Linked DNA regions of Zea mays: region 1 is linked to region 2. The links are chromatin contacts, called in public Hi-C maps. All regions are on one chromosome and are shown on one strand. Each heading gives the region's core, a stretch centred on a gene start, on an enhancer-like site or on the middle of the called end of the contact. The rest is flanking DNA. Distances are from core to core; before and after follow the strand shown.

Region 1 (6,594 bases), core at 4,064-6,563, 570 kb after region 2:
AACATACTGATGGCAAGATTGGTTATGAGCCCTCAGATATTCAACATTTCTGAACATCTTCATGCAACCTGGCTCACAGCACACTACCTCCACATAGTCCAATTTAACTGCAAGGAAACAAACTCAAATTTGGAGAACCAATATGCTGGACAAATGAAAAACTTGTACTAGTACATGAACATGATGTGAGTAATATGAACACTCTGCATTTATTAATTTCCTAATTATCAGGTTAATGCTGACCTACCATGAGATTCCTCATGTTTCTTCAGCTTTGATGAATACCTGAAAACCTTGTTACAGCCGTCCTCCTTACAAACAAATTGATGGGGGTTCTTACTATCATGGATTTCCTTAACATGCCGTTGCATATCTGCCTTCATACTGAACCTCATATCACAACCATCCAGGGTGCAACTAAACAATTTGCCCTCATGCTTAAGCATGTGTCGGTTCAAGTGATCTTTTCTTTTATAGCTGAAGGGGCAGTCTTCCAGTGGGCAAATAAAGAGTCTCTACAGTCAAACAAGGATATGTGTTACGACCGAAATATTTATAATGCTCTTTGTTTAACATTGTGCTAAATGCTTCAAATAATTAACCAAACGATTATCAGAACTCAGAATTATAAACTGTACTGGATCATGATAAGGACCTACAAAAGTGACACAATTTTTACCTAATAACTAAACAAATGTGCCAACTTGTTAAACGTGTGTTTTAGGAGAAATGTTATGACGCATATAATGGGAAAAAAACCTGCTAAAATTATAAGGTAAATGCATCTACTTTTGAACTATGAATCTATAATAAAGAAAAACTAAATGCTAAAGCCTTCTCAACAAACTATAACAAGTTCAGCACTTCCATTCAGTACATCTGTTCTTGCATAATGAGACGATACAGGACTATTGTCACCATAGCGAGCTGAGAACCAATGCAGAATGGCCACAGCTTTCTGAGACGACATTTTGATATTGGATCCTAAAGCATCTTCTGGAAGCTCCCATTAGGAAGCCCTTTATGACATGGCAGAATGAAGGGAGGATATTTCCACCCTTATCTCCAAAAGATCCATAACCCATATAATCCTTACAGGATTATAGCAAGTTCACTTCATCATTTTTTAATTGCAAAATAACACGGTTTTAGGACTATTGTCACCATAGCGAGCTGAGAGCCAATGAAGAATGGGCCTAGCTTTCTGAGATGACATTTTGATATTGGATCCTCAAGCATTACATCAGAGCTCCCATAAGGAAGCCCATGGAGACATGGCAGAATGATGGGAGGATATTTTTCAGCCTTATCTCCAGGATCCATACCCCATCTAATCCTAACAGCACTAAAGAAAATTAGAGGTAATAAAGGAACTTATAAAGTGAAGACCAAGCTTTCTGAAATATTTTGATGTTTGATCACCAGATTGACACAACTAAAGGCCCCCAAGTCAGAAGAACAAAGAAATAAAAAAAACTCCATAATTCACTGAATTGGCCCATATGAGAAGGCACAATACATACTAACACTGAAAACAATCATGTATGACATGAAATGCAGAATTTAGACTATGAGCATCATGATAAAAAACTAATTTTGTACAAGAACAAACCTACTCAGTGAGCGTGACTGAGGCAATCTTGTTGAAGCTTCACAGGAGGTCATCCCAACCTGTTACTAGTTCAGGCAAGAATAAAAAATACCTCGTCGCATTTTGGAGTTCTTTAAATGGGATCCAATGCTTCACGCTGTTAACTATCTATGCCCTGCAAAACAACTGCATTTAGCAAATCATAGTGGGAAAATCACTATTACAACCAGCCTCATAAGTCATGAATGCAAATCATCATGTCTGTATGTCTGTATACTTCAAAAGTGAAATTGGGGGCAACCAGTGCCAACAAAATAAAAAGAGCAAGCTCATGCTTAATTTGAGGAGATGAATACCAACCTCATGTGAGTGACTTTGCATGTGCTGCTTCAGATGAGCTGGTTTCTGGAAACAACGGCCACACTCTTGGCACCTATGTTCCTGCTCATGAACAATCTTTTCCCCATCTGAGTTGTATATTTCTGATTTATCAAGTTCATCCTGCAGATAATTTTCAGAAAACATTAGAGATGCTATGTATTGCTCCAAAACAACAATAATATGAAGGCAGACATCAAAAGGTAAATAATGTGTCATAATATAGATGGTGCATAGCTATGCAATCAAACAGGATATATATCGACTAATGTGTCAATATATCACAAAATGTTTATACCTTATGATGTGCAACCATGTGAGCTTGAATTAGGCATTTCTTTGACCTGACAACTGTGCAAAATTCACATTTGTAACGCCTTATATCCTTGCAACCCTTCTGTCCGACACTTGCATCTCCCTCAACATGAACTTCAGAACACATCTGACAATGAGTGAATCACAGTTAAAAAAAGTAACGCACATAATAAGAACTTCCAGATTTAGAAAGTAGAATACAATGCAATAAAATAGATAATGTATGATAAAATAATCTTGCCATTTAGAAGAAACTTCTCTGTAGTCCAGCATTGCAACTAAAACCTTTATTAAGTGACTGGTAAAAGTAAAACCAACCTCAACATATATCTAATAATTTCTTGCCACCAACTTACAGCAGTGGATTTCTACACTATAATCTTGATCTAGAGACGCTGCAAGATAAGACTAATAATAAATAAATTACAATGAGATCATCGAATTTGATTTCGGCACAAAAAAGGCTATTTAATGGGAAGACTCATGTGAATCAATCATGCAACAAATGAGCAGTATATGATTCTATGATTTCTTCATCAACAGAAATGGATGAACCATGTTGCTCCCATGAGGATAATCTGATATGTGTCTTGAGCTGCCTTGTCATGTATTCCAAGGTTTCATAAATTTCCCTTCGATCATCATGTGTCTTGTCCTCTACCAAGAATTCATGGACAACACCATCAAGTTCTATCCAACTACACCCTGGTTTTTTGAAGATTTCAAGAGTCAACATTTGCTGCCTCAACTCTTGAGCTTCTCTCCATTTATTTGATGATGCATACATGTTCCAAAGTAGCACATAAACTCCATCATCTCCAGGCTCTATCTTTATAATTTCCTTTCCAGCAATCTCAGCCAGCCTATTATTGCCATGAACCAGACATGCACTAAGAAGTGACCTCCATATAACAATATCAGGCACCAGATTCATATCAGCTATTAGATCTTCTGCTTCCTCTAGTAATCCTCCCCGTCCTAACAGATCAATCATGCAACCATAGTGCTCAAGTCGGGGATCAATTTTGTATACTTGACGCATTCTGTTGAACAATTCTCTACCTTCTTCTATCAAGCCAGCATGGCTGCATGCTGACAAAACAGAAACAAAGGTTACACTGTTTGGAACTATTCCAGCTCTAAGCATGTCCTGAAAGAGCTCAAGAGCTTTCCTCCCATCTCCCTGGACTGTACAGCATGAGATCATAGTCGTCCATGTAAAAAAATCCTTTGACTGGATTTCTTGGAACACAGAAAATGACATCTCAATGCGCCCACTCTTTGCATACATATCCATCAGAGCATTGCTAACAATTATATTCGAGCTGGCATTGCATTTGCTTCCATACCCATGAATGACACTCCCTAGATCCAGAGCACCAATGTCAGCACAAGCTGAGAGTACACCTACGATTGTAACATGGGTAGGGCGATGGCCCTCCAGTACCATCCTACCAAAAAGCTCTAGAGCCCGTACAGGCTGCCTGCCTTGCACATGACCAGTTATCAGTGTTGTCCAAGCAACTGCACTCCTCACAGGAACCAGATCAAAGAACGACAGTGCAGAATCCAGACCAGCACATTTGATATGACCATGCAGCATGCTACCCCATGTGACCTCATCTTTCAGAAACATCCTATCAAACACCTTTACCGCAGACTCAAACTCCCCACACTGGCTATACATATCTATTAATGCATTGCCAACGACGACCTCGTGATCCAATCCAAGCCGAAAAATAAGGCCATGGACTGCCCTACCAACCACTAGATCACCAGCACCACTAGAGGCAGACAGGGCACCAACAACCGCAAAGCCATCAAGGTGGTGGCCAGCGGCAACAACACGAGCAAACAAGGATATAGCTTCGCGTTGGTGATCTAACTTGAGATGGAGGGACATGAGGCTAGTAAAGAAGATAAGGTCAGGGTGTGGGATCTCATCGAACAGCTTGCGAGCATCAGCTACATGGCCAAAATCAGCGTAGCAGCGGAAGATTTTGCAGGAAACAGACTGATGGTTGGGGTGGAGACCATGGGTAACAGCCAGAGCGTGGATTCTCTGGAGCTCTCTTAGCTTTTTGCAGTGGGCAAGGAGGTGGTGGCAAATGCTTCTATTCATGTATCTTCTCCTTGAGGTAACAAAATCTGGAGGTTTGCGTTCCTTGATACCTTGAATGTTGACACCTGGAATTAGAGCTGAAATTACTGGGAAAACAGCAGCAGCTACAATGCGACCTATAGTAGAGGAATAAAGACTATTCACAGCTTGTGCATCGGTGTTTTGCTTCCCCCAACCGATTCTAATCTGAGCTATTCAACAACTCAAATTAAACTAGCATTGTCAAGTGCAGAACAAGAAAAAGTGACCCGTTCATGGCTATACACGATCAATCCATCACCAACAACTACCTCACTTCACGGTCCAATACTCCAATCCAAGCCAGAAATTAAGGCATGCACTGCCCTACCGACCATTGATCACCAGCGACCTAAAGACTAATGAAGACTATTCGCAGCATGTTCATCGTTGTTTTGCTACCCATAATAAATTCTAATCGCAGGTATTCAACGACTCAAAAAAAAAACTGGCTTTGCCAGGGGCAGACCAGTAAAAGGGCTCCCAAAAAATTAAAGTTAGCAGGTATAACGCATGTACACTGCAGTCGTAATTACTAGATAAGAACCGGGTTCCGGGACAGATAGGAGATAGCTGAATAGATCACGTTCATGGTTTGGGATGCCGGTTTCGTATAGCAGGGACGGAAAAGAAGGGGTCGGTATACCCTGTGAGTGCTCGTCCGGAGAAGGGCCTGACGAAGATGCACGGACGCGGGGGTAGATCTCGCCCTCGCAGCTTGGGCACAGCCGAGCAAAGGGCCGCCGGTGCCGTCACCGGCCGCTAGGAGGGATGGGGCCGTGCGACGTGCGTCCCGGGCTACCGGCGGTCGTGCCGAGAGCGCCGAACGGGGACGCGGGACGGAGGGAGTGCAGTGTGCAGCAGTGTGCGCCGCCGCACCTGTGGTGAGTGAGGTCGTGCGGCGGAATGCTGGTGCTAAAAAGGGGTGAAGCTCTAGGGTTCCACCATGCATGGGGGCATTGGGCTGTTGGGCTGTACAAGTAATGTTGGGCTATTAAATTCGGGATCCCGCTAAGTATAATAAGTTTTGATTCTGGACTAAATCTTAGTCTCTCTAGATCATCTCCAACAATGCCATATACAGGTATTGTATCTTGAATTATAGGACATTTTTCTAAAAATATAGCTCCAACAATTTCCCTATTTCATAAAAAAAATAAAACTGAATAGGACACCTCATCTTATATCCCAAATATACAACATGTATACAGTTGCCCTATCCCTGGATCGAACTAATCGGAACATTCACCGTTGACATCTCCTTCCTTGCGTCCTCCAGATCCCATCGTTTTCTTCCTTCTACCCAAACCGCACCTACCGCCTCCTTGCCTTCTTCCTCGCGCCCTTCTGTTTACCTGATCCCCTTGTTGTGCTACCCCTAGGAGCAGCTGCTTGGTCGCCCCATGGAGGCATCGCCGCCAACCATCTATCCCTAAGTCGGCGTCCCCATCTCCTATTACATAGCGTCATCCTTCTCTTCTTAGACAATCACCCCCTACATTGACGCCCTTGTGGGCACTTCCCCCTACCCCACTAGCAGCAATCGCACTTGCGTGCACAACCGTCGCCCCCCACGTGCACTTCCCCCTGCCCCACGATCTCTTGTCCCCATTACCCATTAATGGACCACGAGCAACGTGTCCAAGAGGTTGCAATCAATGCTCGACGCAAGTCATCGCTCCAGGCTACAATTGGTGCAATTCTAGGAGGCCGAACTGGTTTTCGCCAAACATCTGGTGGGAGCACCATAGATGGCAGTGCCATGTCACAGCCTAAGGCTAAACCTGTTGCAGCGCCTGCATCTACACATCGCTTGACCCCCGACATCGTTGATCATGACTGAATGATACATGATTATAGGTATGTCGCCCCTAATGGTTATCTCTATTCAATGAGGATGATTGTGTATGCAGCACCTGAACACACTGCTTTAATGTTCATGATTATTTGTGCTTAGTGATTGTGCTTGTCTCTGTTCAATACTTCATGTGATAATTTTGTTTGAATTGTTGTTCCCCATTAGTTGATTACACAGGTTGTTGGCATGTCTATATATTACTTGTTTTGTTTTGTAGTACAATGTCCTCCAAAGATAACTACTTCATAAATTTGCTTAACCAAGATGAAGTACAAGCTTTAGGCTCAAGGGACAATGTTGAATATGATTCTG
Region 2 (6,175 bases), core at 1,381-3,880:
TAGCATGCTGCATGTGCAGCGGTAAACAGTCTCAATCTTTTAGGCCACATACAGAAAACCAAGGCACAAACTTCTCAAACAGCCCAGCCACACACAATATCTTTTAATTTATGCATGATTTTACTTCTTACAAAATGAAAATGTGCTCATAGGTAAGCCTAGATACAGAAATTACATGGACATTCCTACACATATAAAAAAAGGTAGTCATAATATTAAGGAAAGCTTGGTGATGCTTCTATAGAAAAAATAAATAAATCTCATTACGAAGTGGAAACAGACTCTGGGTATCAGGTAAGAAAACAGAATGCACAGTGTAAGGTACAAAAATGCAAATTGTCCAAGGTGATTAACACAACACCAGCAGAACCGGCGCTGAGTGAACCTTTTGGCCAATGAAGACAAAGAAAATTGCAGATGTAATAAGCAATGGTACGCTATAGAAGTAGGTATACGAAAGATTGGGCACCACTGCACCAGAGAGTATTTTTCACAAGAATCAAGTACTAAAGCAGTTCAGCCATATGTAAAAATATTTTGTTTCACCAAAAGCATGTAATAAAATGTTTAGATCACAATACAAGACTTGTTACCTGTGTACCCCAATCTCCCACATGGTTTCTGCGCAGAACAACAACATTCGAGAACTCAAACATGCGTGCTAATGTATCTCCAATAATTGTAGACCTTAAATGTCCCACATGCATTTCCTTTGCAATATTAGGTGATGAAAAATCAACCACTGTCCTATTTACTGGCAGAACTGGTGCCCAAGTCTTGATGCCGTTAACAAGCATATCTTGTATTCTCTGCAAATAATGTAGCTCATTGACAAATTGCGGGAATAGATAATGGCACTGCTAATGCTAGCATAACTTGTAGATAAAAAAATCTCAGTCAAACCTGTGCAACCCAGCGGTTTGATAAGGTAATGTTCACAAAACCAGGTCCAGCAACAGATGCAGATTCAATAATATCAGAAGACGGCAGATTCTTGGCAATGGCCTGAGAAAATGTGAAGAGAACAGTATGTTGTTAGTGTAAAAGAGCTTGAGCATGAATGAAAAAGTGAAGTGGGTCATAGAGAAATATTAGTTCCAAGTCTTATGAGAAAGTACTTAGTGTAAGTCTATACAACAAAAAGGTATACAGACAAATACCTGCCCAATGGAATTAGGGTTTTTGAAAATTGTTCCAGATCCTTTAACCTTTGACCATAATCCCATAGCATTGTTGCTGCACATGGTTCAGCAAGAATCAATTGATGAGCTCATGGAAGGAAAGTTAATTAATTATAATAATTAATAAAGAAGCAACAAATAGTCAGATTGTATGAGGGATCGATACAGCAGGTAAGGCAACATGCAAACAAGGTACCACTGGTAGTCAGCAAACTTTGCTGAAACTTCAACCATCGGTTCTACCTCCACATCGGGCAATGTAGTCTGGAGGGATGAAAGGACCAGCCTGGAGAGCTGTTGCTTGACACTCCCAGCCCGCTGCATGGTTAAATTCAAATGAAGCAGGGAAACTAGAAAAGAAAATTAAGCAATGCAATCATTTTCAGAGGCAGCAGCCCACCCAGTGCACTCACCACAGTGGATTCCTGCTCCTGAGGAGCAACGGAGGTCGAGGTCTCGTCTCCCATAGTGGTGGCACTGCACGAGATCCGCAGAAGCCTGGAGGAAGAAGCGGGTCTACAGTGACCTGACTAGCCAGAACGAGAAAACAGTCCAAATCAAACAATTAACCAATGCAGCGAGTCTTCAATGAACTGAAAAGGAAGCATAAAAGTGTGACACTCCTATCCCAATCCACTAACAATCCAAATGTGCCCACACTGTTCATTTGAAGCAGATTACGAAATCAAATGGCACAATTAACCGACGCCGTTCAAAAAAAAACCAAGTCCAAATTAATTAAGCAATAAAATGAGCATGAGTAACCGAACCCAAAGCATGACAAGTTCAAGGTTCCTGACAGACGATCCCAATCAGCTGATGCAATCCAAATCTAGTGCCTTCACCAGTTGTTAACAATTTAAAGCAATGTTTGTTAACAATTTAAAACAATTTAAAGCAATTTATTCATCTAGAAGAAGCGCACGTGAGTCCTGACGCTACACTAATCCCCGCTGATGCGAACGGGATTGGAGAGGGTGAGCCCCAGTACAGAGCAAATCTATAAACCCAGCCTTACCCAACATCCGAACCCCGAGCCCCCTCCAAAATCCACGGGGAAACCACGGAAACGCAGACACCATCTAGTTTGGGAGTCAAAAACGGGATTGGCTAAAATCCCCTTCTTATGCAGGCGATTTTAGCCCCTCTAGTCCCCTCCGGTTTTTGAACTCTCAAACTAGAATCTAATGCCCCACCCGGACTACCAACCCCTAAACCCCCAAAACCGCGCGTCCCACTCACACCGAGAGTCCGAGACCGAACCTAAAATCCTCTCGGCTGTTTCTCCGCGGCGAGCTGAGGCGGTCCGAGAAGAGGGCTCGAGGAGGAAGGAGAGAGGGAAGCGAACTCACCGGAGCGCGGGGCGCGGAAGAGGAGCGGGAGACGGAGGCGCGCGGGGGTAGGCGCCGCCACTGCAGTTGCTGCTGCCGCGAGAGCTTGCATCCTCGTCCCGCCGTCAGTTAAATACCCCCTCCCCCTCTCACGGTCACAGGAGGTAGCGTAGCGTGCGCGACACAGACAGTCACACTCACTGACTCACAGTACACAGGCACCGCGCGACGGCGCGAGGCTTGTCGAGGGGTCGTTTGGCTTGCCTTTTTTCTTCCAAATATATGTACTTCTATTCGTTTTAACTCTTAATTTTGTATATTCATATATATAGAAAAAACATATAAATCTAAACACGTAAAACACATACTCAAATATTGTTTGAATCTAGTAATTATTTAAAATAGGTTTTAATTTAGAACAGAAGAAGTATTATATATAATTATATTACTCTGTCTTTTCATAGGATATTTAATTTTCCTATATAATTTTACTTTATATTTAGCTACATATTATGTCTAAATATATATGATAAAAATAATACTTCTATAAAATATAGATCCTATATTATATGAACTCGGCCATTTTACATTTAGTAGCTACATATTATGGATTTCCACCTCTTAATTAGGGTATGTTTAGTTCAGTCATAGACCACCAAAAATATAATTATAGATGTGAGCTACAAAAAATCTGTTATGAACTGACGTTGTGCGAAAACTAAAATATGTTTGGTTGAAATAACTATTAGTTGTAGATATAAGAGCATGGTAGCTTGTGTCGGGGTTAAAAAAACCCATGCACCAAGGCTTGTGGGTCACGATGAGGGCTAGTTTGGTGACTAGGGAATTCGAGGAGATCCATGGGGAGGTTCCCGGTCACCAAAACAGCCCTGAGTAAAATCGCTCCAAAGAGGCTTGAATGAGACCCAACTAACCCCCGAGCGCAGGCGGACCAATGTCAACTCTATGGGGTGGCATCAGTCTCAAGCCCTAACGCGAAGTAGGTGCACCTAGGGGTCGGTCGAGACGGAAGAGGATCGGGCGAACCGCACCCCTCCTAAAAGGGTCGGCTTAATCGGACGCGAGCGAACCACACACAATTTGCGGGTCGAATGTTGAAAGGAAAATGTGCACTTGGACCATTTATAGTTGTGTCGGGGACCATAATTAGGGGTACCCTCAAGACGCCTAATTCTCAGCTGGTAACCCCCATCAGCATAAAGCTGCAAAGGCCTGATGGGTACGATTAAGTCAGGGATCAGTCCACACGAGTGACTCGATCACGCTTCACCCGAGCCTAGCCTCGGCCAAGGGCAGCCGACCTCGAGAGACTTCTGTCTCGCCCGAGGCCCCCTTTTTATGGCGGACACATCACCGGCTCGCCCGAGGCCTTGGCTTCGCTCAGAAGCAACCTTGACTAAATCGCCGCACCGACTGACCAAATTGCAGGGGCATTTAACGCAAAGGTGGCCTGACACCTTTATCCTGACACGCGCCCCCGGCAGAGCCGAAGTGACCGCCGTCACTCCACCGCTCCACTGGCCAGTCTGACAGAAGGACAGCGCCGCCTGCGCCACTCCGACTGCAGTGCCACTCGACAGAGTGAGTCTGACAGGCAGTCAGGCCTTGCCAAAGGCGCCACGGCGAACTCCGCCCCGCCCGACCCCAGGGCTCGGACTCGGGCTAAGACCCGGAAGACGGCGAACTCCGCTCCGCCCGACCCCAGGGCTCGGACTCGGGCTAAGACCCGGAAGACGGCGAACTCCGCTCCGCCCGACCCCAGGGCTCGGACTCGGGCTAAGACCCGGAAGACGGCGAACTCCGCTCCGCCCGACCCCAGGGCTCGGACTCGGGCTAAGACCCGGAAGACGGCGAACTCCGCTCCGCCCGACCCCAGGGCTCGGACTCGGGCTAAGACCCGGAAGACGGCGAACTCCGCTCCGCCCGACCCCAGGGCTCGGACTCGGGCTAAGACCCGGAAGACGACGAAACTCCGCCTCGCCCGACCCCAGGGCTCGGACTCCGCCCTGGCCTCGGCCGAACGACTTCCGCCTCGCCCGACCCCATGGCTCGGGCTCGGCCACGGCAACGGAAGGCAGACTCAACCTCGGCTTCGGAGGAACCCCCACGTCGCCCTGCCTAGGGCACAGACCGCCACGTCAACAGGAAGCGCCATCATCATCCTACCCCGAATCGACTCGGGTCACGGAGAACAAGACCGGCGTCCCATCCGGCCAGCTCCGCCGGAGGGGCAATGATGGCGCTCCACAAGCTCTATGACGACGGCGGCCCCCAGCTCTCTTACGGAAGCAGGACGACGTCAGCAGGGACTCGACCGCTCCAACAGCTGTCCCTCCGTCAGGCTCCGCCGCACCTCCGACAGCCACGACATCACGCCAGCAGGGTGCCCAGATCTCTCCGGCTGCCACATTGGCATGTACCTAGGGCGCTAGCTCTCCCTCCGCTAGACACGTAGCACTCTGCTACACCCCCCATTGTACACCTGGATCCTCTCCTTACGACTATAAAAGGGAGGACCAGGGCCTTCTTAGAGAAGGTTGGCCGCGCGGGACCGAGGACGGGACAGGCGCTCTCTTGGGGCCGCTCGCTTCCCTCACCCGCGTGGACGCTTGTAACCCCCCTACTGCAAGCGCACCTGACCTGGGCGCGGGACGAACACGAAGGCCGCGGGACTTCCATCTCTCTCACGCTCGACTCCGGCCACCTCACCTCTCCCCCCTTCGCGCTCGCCCACGCGCTCGACCCATCTGGGCTGGGGCACGCAGCACACTCACTCGTCGGCTTAGGGACCCCCCTGTCTCGAAACGCCGACAGTTGGCGCGCCAGGTAGGGGCCTGCTGCGTGCTGACGAACAGCTCCCCGTAAAGCTCCAGATGGGCAGTCTCCAGCAACCTCTCCGGCCCGGGACGGTGCTTCGTTTCGGGACTCTTGAGTTCATGTCCTTCGACGGCAGCTACGACATGATACTTCTTCCACCGCCGCGTGACTACGACAATGGCGGCCGACAACCCGCCCGCCGGCGGCGGAATCGACGACGTCTTCCCCGTGTGGTGGAAGGGCAACATTCGGGCTCGCTCCGTTCTCTCCCCCGCCAACGGAGGAGGAGGCGGGGCCGTCAAGGCCAGGTGGGAGGCCGCGCTTCGTCGGCCGTCGAGCGAATCGACGCCCCCGACGCCCCGACGGAAGGCACGCCGGACGTCGACCTCGCGTTCAAGACGGAGGCAAGCGCCGTCCCCCCGCTGCACGCTGACCCCGAGCAAGAAGACGACGCCGGCGCGCTCGCGGAAAGCCTGCAGGACGTCGCCCTCGAACCAGAGATGACGGTGCAACCAGTCCCCGATGTGACTACGTCGCTCCTCGTCGACCAAAAGGTACCGACTAACTCCCATCTTGCGTCATTTCGACTCGGCCTCAACCCGCCAAACGACCTCGTTTTGGCGGGCGCCCTCATTGAGGCGAGTGCAACCCCACTGAGGTTCCGTATGCGATCGCCTTGGGGCCGACTGACGGACGTCTCGACCTACGGGCCCTCTGGGTCCGAGGAAGATGACGATCCCAGCATCGGTTGGGATTTCTCCGGACTTGGCAACCCTAGTGCCGTGCGGGACTTCGTGACCGCATGTGACTACTGCCTATCCGACT

Evidence for each region. A called contact is a pair of places that touch in the nucleus more often than the background predicts.
Region 1: a Hi-C map of ear shows a contact between it and region 2, with 3 times the contacts expected there. The contact joins the promoter of LOC111674469 here to the promoter of LOC100281742 in region 2. A contact is called at or near these places in 3 of 25 Hi-C or Micro-C datasets (bundle sheath, ear and endosperm).

The regions. Positions count from the first base shown.
Region 1 is chr8:129,692,847-129,699,440 of Zm-B73-REFERENCE-NAM-5.0, forward strand. It overlaps LOC111674469, which reads right to left and starts at 5,314. Exons shown (of 2, transcript NM_001359498.1): 1 at 5,071-5,314; 2 at 2,560-4,471. The coding sequence starts at 4,406. The coding sequence ends at 2,775. It overlaps LOC100216772, which reads right to left and starts at 5,336. Exons shown (of 7, transcript NM_001359497.1): 1 at 5,071-5,336; 2 at 2,268-2,411; 3 at 1,952-2,092; 4 at 248-515; 5 at 1-107. The coding sequence starts at 2,411.
Region 2 is chr8:129,127,548-129,133,722 of Zm-B73-REFERENCE-NAM-5.0, forward strand. LOC100281742 (arginyl-tRNA synthetase) reads right to left here and starts at 2,631. Exons shown (of 18, transcript NM_001368092.1): 1 at 2,534-2,631; 2 at 1,595-1,707; 3 at 1,378-1,499; 4 at 1,161-1,236; 5 at 904-1,005; 6 at 594-809. The coding sequence starts at 2,624.